3 separate regions of the Mus musculus genome follow, and regions 1 and 3 are each linked to region 2. A link is a contact called in public promoter capture Hi-C data. All regions are on one chromosome and are shown on one strand. Each heading gives the region's core, a stretch centred on a gene start, on an enhancer-like site or on the middle of the called end of the contact. The rest is flanking DNA. Distances are from core to core; before and after follow the strand shown.

Region 1 (3,423 bases), core at 133-2,632, 2.5 Mb before region 2:
CAATATAAAACAGCACAACAACAACAACAACAAAATACCCACTTAAATTCTTTCAGCAGAGAAAAGGGCCAAAGAGAGCCACCATGACTTAGAAGGAAGCCCCGGGCTCCGCACCAGTTCTGGTGGGCTCACAGTTCTGCTTTTTTAACTTTGCTATCTTCTTGCTGCAAACTCTAAACACACAAATCTCATGCAAGGAGAGGCAGAAAGAAAAGCAACCTGTTTCCTTCTCAACAACTGGCAGAGCCTACTTCTTGGTCAGTCACTGTGCTGACATCAATCAAGCGTCATTACCACGCAAAGGTGGAGGTTATCTGCCCTGGAAGCACACAGGCTCATCATTTAAACAAAAGCATTCACGTAATGCCAAGGGATGTCCCTCGGCATGTCCCCAGAAGCCTTCCAAGTTTTTGTGAGCATCATCAACTCTTTTAGGTTTATTTAATTTCCCTCCCACCTTTCCATTTCTAAGCACAAGGATATTTTTTCAAGACCCTCAAAATTTATACAGCAGAAAGGTTTTGGAAAAAAACTCAGATGTAAATAATTGCTATGAATAATTCCTGTCTCTGGAAAAGCTCAGGGCTTGGATGTTGCCTTTATGTTTTAGAAGTTCATCATTGTTTAAGAATGATTGATTAAGAAAGGAAACTTTGTACCAGATGAATTTTCATCTTCACAGCTGTACACAAAACTTAAATTTCAGCAAAATAACTTCAGCAATGGTTTGGTTGTGTTTAAAGACATGGTTATTAAGTATATTCTAAACCAGTATTCCTCAAAGAAGTGACCGACAGATTACTGACCAGCCTGACACAAAGCACAAATAGTGTCAGGCAGATGTTTTCAAAAATGACCGTCAGGGAGATTATAGATGATGCTGAGATTTAAGGAAGTCACCACAAGAAAACAACTTCCGTAAAATACACACTTGCTACCAGAAGCTCAGGATGCCATTGCTGACTCTGACGGCTGGCTACTCTTCAGAGACACAAGCAAAGCTCGTGTTACAGTTATAGTAGGACCTGCCCTCAGATCACAAATATTGCCTGTGCCCAATAAGCAAAGCCAAGGAAACGTGAGAAATAGCAAGACGCAAACTTAAAAGGGACACATACCCGAATCCGCAGTCATGTAGTCAGTGGAAGTTCACAAGAGGTGTGGATCCTCCTTTCACCAGGTTCTTGAAAGTCTCTTCAAGGTGCCTGAACCCCTCAAGATGGCTGGGCTCCCCCTGAAAGAGCTGTTGTCCCCTCCATTGCTCAAGTCCAATTCATAAGTGAAGAGGAAAAGCAAAATAATAAAAAGAAGAAGAAAGAAAGAAAGAGATTTGCAAGCCTATTCGTGCCCAACAAACCACTACCTTGAAGGGGCTAGGCTTTGAGCTCAATGAAGTAAAGGCTGTTTGGCTAAATGGCAGGCCCACTTCCTCCTATTCTTTCCCTACTTAGTTTTCCGGCCTCCAGTGGAGCGCTGTTTTTTTCCCCTTTCCTGTGCTATAAATAAGCTGCTGCTGTGAGTACCGAGGAAAGAGGAGGCAGGAAATGTATTTGATTTCAAAAGGCAGTCAGAGGTGTGTGTGTTAGGTGTGTGTGTGTGTGTGTGTGTACAGTGTGCATGTGTGTGTGCGCACGTGTGCATGTGCACACATATGCATGTATGAGTGTGTGTGTGTGTTCCTTCCAAGTCTGCACTGGTAAACACACTGAAGAAAATTTAACCTAAATAATTCAACTTTAGTGTGAGCCATTGAGTTGTGACTTAACTGGTCCCTCAGTCTCTACTTGACTAGAAGTTGTCACTTCCCACCAGCGAAGCTTGAATTCAGAAATAATAGCATTTTCTGTGTAAACTACCACGAGCAGATTCACACTGCATCCTTCATTTCCTGAAAGACAAATTTGTGGGAGTGGGGGGGGGGTGCCTGAATACCAGGAGGAAGACCTGGTTCTGTTCTGTTCTTTTGCTTTCTGTCTTATTTTTTTCTTTCCTTTCCTTTCCTTTCCTTTCCTTTCCTTTCCTTTCCTTTCCTTTCCTTTCCTTTCCTTTCCTTTCCCTTCCCTTCCCTTCCTTTCCTTTCCTCAGACAGTTTAGACGATGCCTTACTACACAGCCCAAGCTAGGCTCAAACTCGTGATCCTCTTGCCTCACCGCTCAAATACTAGGATTACAAAGTGAGCACCATGTCAGACTCATTCTCTCCTTTCATTTAAAAATATGTTGAGGCTGGAAAGCTGACTCAGCAGGTTACAAGCACTTGCTAGCAACCCTAGGGGCTAGAAAGTGTTTTCCAGTACCCATAGAATAAGCCCAGCATCCCACAAATGCCTGTAACTCCAATTCTGAGAGTGCCAACACCCTCCTCTGGCCTCTACAAAGTGACCCCTCCAGTGTGTGTGTGTGTGTGTGTGTGTGTGTGTGTGTGTGTTCACACACACATGCAGAGGAATTATAAAAGTCTTTAAGAGAAAAAGTAGAGAATTTCTTGAGTCAAAATACCAAAAAAAAGAAAGAAAAAGAAAGAAAGAAAGAAAGAAAAGAAAAAAGGAATATACCTTCTGAATCTAATATGAATGGGAAAAACAGACATAGCTTTTCTGCATTCTTGCAATCCAAATTCCCTCATATTATTGACAATGCAAGCAAACCCCAAAATAATAGCATTTTTTCCCACATAACAGACGAGCAGCTAAAACTTTTGCTAACTTCTGATACTGATATGTAGAGAAACAACCATTTGTGTAATAGTAAGTAGAAGTATAAACTGGTCTGTATTATTTTTTAAAGATTTGTTTTACTTCTAATTACGTGTGTGTGGGGGGCACACCCATGAGTTCTAATGCCACTGGATACTAGAGATGTCAAATCCAATGGAACTAGCGTTATTAGCTGTTGTGAGATGTCTGACATGGGTGCTAGGAACTAAATCCAGGTCCCCTGCAAGAGCCAGATGAGCTCTTAACCACTGGGCCAGCTCTCCAACTCTGGACTGCATTCTTCTGTGGGCAGTCCTCACCCTCAAGTTCACTCCACATACTCCAACAAGGTAATGAGATCTAGTTTATTCTGCAGATTGGGGAGTAAGTTAGGGATGGGAAAACAATTTAGTTTCAAGCACACACACATACACACACACACACACACACACACACACACTGTAGCTCTTAATTGATTATAGCTGCATATGTCATGCTTCAAATTTTTATTCAGCACCGAGAACGTAGCTTAATGGTAGAGTACTTGCTTAGTATGCTTGAGGTCCTAGGTTCAATCCCAGCACTGTAAAAACACTAAAAGTAAAAAGTCAAGCGTTATTCAGTTAAAAGAGGAGTTGAAAAACTGTACTATTCAAAGAGATCCACAAGATTCTATGAAATGCCTGTATATTGCCCAGCTAACATCTCTATCCATCTATCTCTGTAC
Region 2 (3,450 bases), core at 111-2,610:
TGGAAAAGCTGCCTCCAATCCCTGAAAGAAGAGAGTCAATAGCATTACAGGGTTAAGACCAGGGTCGTCGTCTCCTGTAGCGGCGTCTGTTCCTTTTTGGAACTGTGGCGCGGGCCCAAAAAGTTAAACTGAGAAACACGAACTTTCAGAGTTCCTGGGCTAAGCAGAATAGCGCCGCTCTCCCCGGGTTCAGACCTTGCATTGGACCCGGGTCTGGCTCTCCAAGGCTGGCACCTGCGAGCGCGCTCCAGGACCACGGGTGCTCGCCTCCCTGTAGCGCCCCTCCTCTACACCACAGCAGGAAGGAAGAAGCAGCTGGCGCGCACGTCCCAGCAGCTAGGGGCCTGTCCCCCATCCTTCTCGGCTCTGATCCTCCACACCCGATCTTCCCCGGCTGCAGGCAAATCTCTGCAGCCCCCGACTCAGCAGTGGCCGGCTTCTTCCAATCTGGCACTGGGAGAGCTTGCTCCTTCCTAGCCCCGGCCCTCCACAAAGGCGCGTTGGATTTAAGGGACAACGGAGAGGGCAGGGGTTGTGAGGGTGTAGTTTGCACCCTGATGCTTGTGGCTTGTTTGTGCGGAGAGCGTCTCCCCAGCATCCTCCCTCCCCCAGAAGCTCTGCAAACCCAGCGGCTGCACCAGCTCGGCCCCTCTGCAGCCATCCTCGACGCCGAGACTTGCGTGCAAACAAAAAGGAGAAGGGGAGGGGCCCGGGAAACCGGAGCCCCCTGCACCAAGCAGGACTCATCTCCTGTGGCCCTCAGCGGACAGGGTTTCCTTAGGGGGCTTCAGGTGGGACCCCAGGTTCTCCCCACCCAACGCCACCATATCCACGCCCTCTGGCCGCCACTTAAGTGAAGGTTCCGAGTTCACTTCCTTTGTCTGGATGCTCTCAGCACCGCCTCCCCCAACCTCCAGCTTTGCAACCTTGACGTCGACTCCTGCAGGGGCTGAGGCTGGCGGGTTAACCCGCACTGGGTGTCCGTGCCACTCTCCGGCCTCGTACCCGGAGCCGGCACTAGGAGGCTGCCGGGCTGCGCAGCCACCCGGGTTAAACTGGCGGCCGCCAAAGGCGCAGGATACTCACCAGTGAATGGGGAAATATACAGACATGAAGTCCTAGGGGAGGCTGACCCACGCCCTTGTGATTAAGAAAAACAAAACAAAACAAAACAAACAAACAAACAAAAAAAAACCAGTCACTGAGTCCTGAATGAGATTGGCAGGGGCGCAGAGGAGAGCAGCGGGCAGCCGAGAGCGGGTACTGGGCTAGCGCCGGTCCGCCTTCCGGAGACAGCCTCGCTGCCAACGGCGTAGGCAGTGCAGACCAAGCTCTCCGCTCTCCACCGATCTCCGGGTCCCACAAAGAGCCCGGGAAGCAGCATTTATAAGGGAGGGGCGGGGCTTGTCGGCGAGCGGCCCCGCCTCTCCTCGCCCACTCTTAGAATAACGTCACCAAAATCATGAATGGCTTCAGCGCTCATAGCTCCCGCGGGCGGCGGCGGGGACCAGCCGGGCTCTGCACCCTGCCTGAGCTGGCTCCCAGCAGCTACGAGCCCGCCCCCCTCCCCACCGTTGACACACACGCGTGTTCCCGAGCTGGAGTTCAATGTCAACGCAGCTTCCTGACCATAAATCCGCAGCGTCCGCAGCCCCCTCTCTGAACACAGGGACTCTAAGGGCTACGGGGATGGGTGGGCGTGAGGAAGGAATGGGGGCCCACGCGGGAAGAGACAGATCGCCGGGGGAGGGCGCCATTCTTCCATCCGAGCGCCCGCTGTCGGGTTCTCTGTGACTTCCACATCTCAGGACCCTTCACTGGTCATCCATGCAAAGTAGGCCTCTCTTGGACATTATCGCCTGTGGCATCCCGATCGTGGCGGGGCCGGGGGAAAAAGGAAAAGATGGGAAAGAAGGCTGCACAGCTGCGGGGCTGGAGGCACCCATGCCGGAGGGGGCATTGTTGGCTTTCTAAAAGTCTGCGGTCCTGGAGTCCATGGAGGGTTCTGTTTGTGGGAGAAAGGATGTGGTGTCTTACTAGGGTTTTTCCGTTGCGCGAGCGCGCTTGCGTGTGCACACACACACACACACACACACACACAGAGTAGCATATACGGTTTGCATTGGGAGTAGAGGGTGAGGAGAACGAGCGGAATACAAGTACACCCGGCTAGCCTTAGCTCCCAGAGCCCATCTGATAGAAAACACAGAGTTGAGAGACTGACTCCTTCATAGCCCAGGAATTGCAGTTCCGGTGTCTATCTTGGAGACTAAACTGCTGTGCAGCCCCTACAGCCAGGAAGAACGGAGTCTGACTCAGTACCCAGCGCTGCCCCGCTGTGGCCTCTGTTTCAATTACTCTTGTAAAACAGCTTCCTAACCTTGACCTATGTGCATAAAGGGACTGGGGAAAGGGAGAGCCGTGGTCGAAAACTAAACACAATTAAATGTGATTTAAAATAAGTCTGCACCCTGAAAGAAAAGCGTACTGGTTATATCCAGCAAAAAGCTGCTGGCATCAAGAGACGAGTTTTCAGTAGCAGGGGCCACGCGGATGTTGAGAAAGAGGACCTCATAATTTTCAGCATCTACTCTTTCTAAGAGCAACTTTGCAATAACTGCTTTCCCAACTATGCGTACCTATATACATCCTGAGTAAAAACTGGAGCGTCCTAAAAGAGCCGTATTTCATAAGCCCTGTAATCAGAAAAACGCAGGAGGCTGTCCTTACCCCCTTGAGACAAATGAAGCGCTGTTTGTGCTCTTCAGGACTATTCGCTTCTGCTTCTGACCAGGTGACAGGGGTCTGGCGGAGGGTGGGGCTTTATGAACAGGGGCCAAGGGAAGATGGTCCGTGGTGTGTTATTAATGGAGGGGCAGCCTGAGCCTTTTAATAGAATGGGAAAGTATCTCAGTGCCATTGGCTGACATGTGGCATATTGTCACCTGGGGAGCCAAAGAGAAGCCAAAGTCTAGAGATCTAGATTCTAGACCGAGCTTTCCTGGAAACCCTCTGAGGGTGGGCCCTGAGGCAGACCCTTGGGTTAGCAGAAGAAAACCTTCTCCCATGTTTGCCCATACAATCCCTCACAAGACCTGAGATGAAAGGCAATGGATGGTACCATCGTGACCTGTCACAGACACATGCATGTTACATATTTGTGATTATTACCTATCAAACCCTCTCACCACCTCCTCACACCACGGAAATCAATCAGCCCTTTTGGGGAAGAGGATGTGAAGAAAAGTCTCCCTCTAGAATAACAACCTGGCCTCGTGGAAAATGGCCTACATTGGAGGACACCGAGTTAGTGTCGGGTGAGTACTTTTTGGGAGAGTGTATGAATGAATACTTCAGCTCAATTTCAGCTGTCAGAAAATTAGAGCAGAAAGTCAGCCTTGGATCGTGGCTCCCAGATCTACACTACGCCAATTCTCAATGCTACTACAT
Region 3 (3,637 bases), core at 645-3,144, 2.1 Mb after region 2:
ACCGCCGGGTCCGGACCCGGCTCCTGCCACTCACTCGGTCCAGCTCCTCCTCCCCGAGTCTGTTCTCCCTCCTCTCCCGAGTCCCCGGCGGATGTGAGCCACCAATCCCAGCCACAAACACCAAAAACCCAGAGCGAGGCGGCCCTCAACCGGCGGCTGGGCCCTCCGTGGCCCCCTCCCGCACCACATGAGTCCCGCACCGGGGCGCAGCAGCTGAGTCATCCCCTGCCGGGTCCCGGAAAGCGCTGCGCCAGGGCGGTTTGCAGAGGGGGCTTGCCAGCCGTTGGGTTCTCCCTGGACACTGTCGTGCAACCGCCTCCTGCGCTGATGCCCGCGTGTGCTCACTTAGGGAGCACTCTGCAAACCACAGGATTTAGGGAAGGGGGAGGGTCATTTTAAGGTTCCTGCCTGCTTACTGTGACTCTTCCTCCAGTTGGTTCATTTTGGAAAAACCACCCAAGCTTCTTTTTTGACTCGGGGTTTTAACGCGCTCCTCGGAGGGGGCGCGGCGGAGGCTTGCTTTAATTTCCAACATAATCATAAACAGGTTCCAAAGTCTAGCGGGTCATCCTGTGGCCGCCTTACTGTGGCTCGGCTTTAACCTTGTTTTTACGGGTCTGTCTCCTCCTGCCGGATCTCCACCGAGGTCACAAAACCAGAACAGCCACAAAGCCGAAACTGGAGACAGACACCGGCGGTGACGTCGCTGCTCAGCTTATTTACGTTTGGGGTTTTTCCCCCCCTCTATGGGGAAAGTCTTCTGTGACATGTGACAGTTGCTTTTCTTTGCTTTTTTTTTTTTTTTTTTTTTTTTTTTTTTTAAACAACCGGGCATAGGTGAAAACTAGACCCAGAAGTGCGGGCGTGCGCGTCTCGAAGTCAGCCATAACAGCATCTGGCTTGTATTTGGGGAGGGGACGATTCTCGATTCTTCGTTCAACTCTTTGGAGCTCCCCTCTCAAGCAAAATAAACCAATAGGAATGAGTGTTTATTTAATGGCTAGTTTCTGTTTGAAATACTGAAGGGTGTCCTCTGGTGGGATATTAGCACACAAAGTAGACACTGTTTACTGAAACAGATGAGCAGTCCCGGCGTAGTCCCCCATCTTTTTAAAAAGGCGCGTGGGGGTGGGGGAGTCGCAGTGGGGCACACGCGCGCTCTGGCCGTCCCCCTAGCCCAGACGTTTAAAGAGCATGTGAGCATGACAAGTGTCTATTCGCAACGTGTTAGATTTCGAAACTGCCTTGCAATCCAATCCGGAACTCAGAGCTTTAGCCCGGGGGAATAGACATTTGCCCACGGTGACTATGTCTGCCTCCCCCCACCCCCACTGTCGCTGTTGGCAGAAGAGTCCACGAGGAGGAGGGTGCGCTGTGCCGCGCCCGCGTGTCAATGGCAGCTGCGCCTTCTGGAAGAAGTTGATTCTTGTCTGGAATACTTTTCCTTCGGTGCCCCACCCCTTGAATCAGAAGCTGCTGCCTCCGGCGGCTGGAGCAGAGACAGTGAAGTTTGGGGCAGCTGTCAAAAACAAGGATGGGGGTGTCTTTTCTTCTCTGGGGTGGACAGAGGAGATGTCCTTAAACCTCTCTCCATCCTTTACAAACTAAATGCACTCTTCGCTAGCCCGGGGAGGAAAGGCCCCAAAAGAGAAACCAGTGTGGCCGCTGAGAGCTGAGGGATGGAGATGGTGCTCTCGCCACGGGCAGGCAGGCATGACCCTGCTTCTGGGTTCCGCCAGCGCGTAGAGGGACGGGTGATCTCGGCCCCCAGGCCCAGGGTTGTGGAGCTGGAAGGTGCGGGGGAGGGGCAGAGGAGCGCGGCGGGGCGGGCGGGGGACGGGGCGGGCGGTTGGGGGCGGAGGCAGGACCTCCTGTACCTTCCCTCTGCTCTCTCACTCTGACAGCGCCGAGGTGCGCCGAGTGGAGCGGGAAACAAAGGAGCTGAGTAGGGAGGGAGGGAATTGGGCCAGGGAGAACCCCCGGCTGGCTGCCAGAAGATCCCGACTGGAGGAAGCCCAAGTGTCACTTGAATTCCAACCCAGAAGCCAGCGCCTGAGACCGGAGCACCTTGTTTAGCAATAGTGGTTGGAACACTCTCTTGTAAGTTACCGGAGCACTAGTATAGGAGGAGGATCATCGACTACCCTCCCGCCACTCCACGGCTGCTGGCTCCTAGAAACCCCAGCTTCACCTCTCACTGGGACTCGAGTTCCAGAATGAAAAGCAAGAAGGGTAAGGTGGCGGCGGGCTGTGAGCGCCCGGGGCACCAGTGCGGGACATGTGCGGGCCGCGCCGGATCGGGAGAACACTGACTTGATGGGACTTTTCGGACCAGTGGCTCCCCGGCTGGATTGGTGGCTGTTCTCTTTGTTGAGGCTGTGTCTCTGATGGCAGTTGGTGTTCTTTTCCTTCTAGACACAACCCGAGGGGCTGTTGTGGGGAGGCTGAGCCGCGCCACGCTGTTGGCACGTTGTCAAGAACCACGCTCAGCGCCTTGTTTGTACGCCTCCAAGTTTCATTGTCTTCCTGACACCCCATGCTCGGCCCAGGCGCCGCGTGGTTTCTAGTGCCGTTTCTGGGGCAGGGCTTTGCGGTTGATGTTCTAGGAGACCCTGGCACCTCGCTTTTCCCTGTGGGGGGTCCTTGGCGAATTCCAGTCGCCTTACCTTTTGTCTAAAAGTTTGTAGTTCCGGGTGTTCTCTCACTCCTCGCCGGATCCTGGCAATGTTTTTTTTTTTTTTTTTTTTAAAGAGATGTGTTTTTCACTATCAAAGGAATGTGATCCGGGACCCCCACACATATCGCCCTAGGGCGAGCATAGCTTTGGAAAGATGGACTTTAAAATTTTTACTAGTTTCTGAAAGTTTTCCCACGATGAATTTAGGACCGCGTGTGCTGTTAGAACACAAGTACCATGCAGTCGAAAACTGTCCAAGTGTGACAAGCAGGCTTGGTTGTAAGTGCAAAAAGCGAGGCTGTCATTGTTTCCACCAAAGCTTTACAACTAAAACTTGCCGTCAGTCTGGTTTAAAAACAAAACACACTGGGGAGGAAGGGGGGAAAAAAAAAACCCAAAAGGTCAAAGACTGTGAAGTCCCTTTTGAAGCTAACTTTGGAGTCCCTGACTGGGAGGTCCCTCGAGTGTTCCAGTCGTGGACTGGAGTTGGCTTTTTTTGTTGTGATTTATGTGGAGTGGTTCAAAACAGAAGTTAATCGCTTGGAGAAGCGGGCGGGGGGAAGGGGGCGCTGGTGCGCATGCCCGGGAGCTTCCTCGAGTTTGTTACTCCACATTCTTTCAGACCTAGACCGCGACTGCAGTTCCAACGGAACACGGTTATAGCAGCTGCCGCCAAACACGCTTCCTCACGGGGTTTCTCCGCGCTTCCTACCTTAGAGAGTTGGGTGGATGTTATTCTGTGAGAGACCCCGAAACATACGGAACTCATGAAGACCCCGGGTACTTGGTTAAGTAGGCCTCCTTGCTCCTTTCCACCCTGGGACAGTCAGAGTGTGGGCGCTCTGAGTTGGGGGACAGTTTAACTGAGCTCTGGGGAAAACTTAGGGATCTTCTCAAGACCTCTGTCACCCCTTGACGTGGCTGACAGATCTAGACCCCCGTGGGAGGCATTCCGCTCCA

The links. Promoter capture Hi-C pulls out the DNA fragments that hold promoters and counts their contacts.
Region 1: a promoter capture Hi-C map of liver shows a contact between it and region 2, with 4 times the contacts expected there. The contact joins the promoter of Rasgrp3 here to the promoter of Lbh in region 2. A contact is called at or near these places in 2 of 39 promoter capture datasets (both in liver).
Region 3: a promoter capture Hi-C map of pre-B cells shows a contact between it and region 2, with 5 times the contacts expected there. The contact joins the promoter of Tgif1 here to the promoter of Lbh in region 2. A contact is called at or near these places in 1 of 39 promoter capture datasets (pre-B cells), 2 of 484 Hi-C or Micro-C datasets (B cells and regulatory T cells) and 2 of 115 datasets of contacts at active chromatin or transcription factors (regulatory T cell precursor and thymic regulatory T cells).

Annotation. Positions count from the first base shown.
Region 1 is chr17:75,433,864-75,437,286 of GRCm38.p6, reverse strand. Rasgrp3 (RAS, guanyl releasing protein 3) reads right to left here and starts at 1,382. Exons shown (of 17, transcript NM_001166493.1): 1 at 1,119-1,382.
Region 2 is chr17:72,916,215-72,919,664 of GRCm38.p6, reverse strand. It overlaps Lbh (limb-bud and heart), which reads right to left and starts at 1,360. Exons shown (of 3, transcript NM_029999.4): 1 at 1,087-1,360. The coding sequence starts at 1,112. It overlaps Gm30375 (predicted gene, 30375), which reads left to right and starts at 1,510. Exons shown (of 2, transcript NR_168598.1): 1 at 1,510-3,317.
Region 3 is chr17:70,849,467-70,853,103 of GRCm38.p6, reverse strand. Tgif1 (TGFB-induced factor homeobox 1) reads left to right here and starts at 1,894. Exons shown (of 3, transcript NM_009372.3): 1 at 1,894-2,232. The coding sequence starts at 2,217.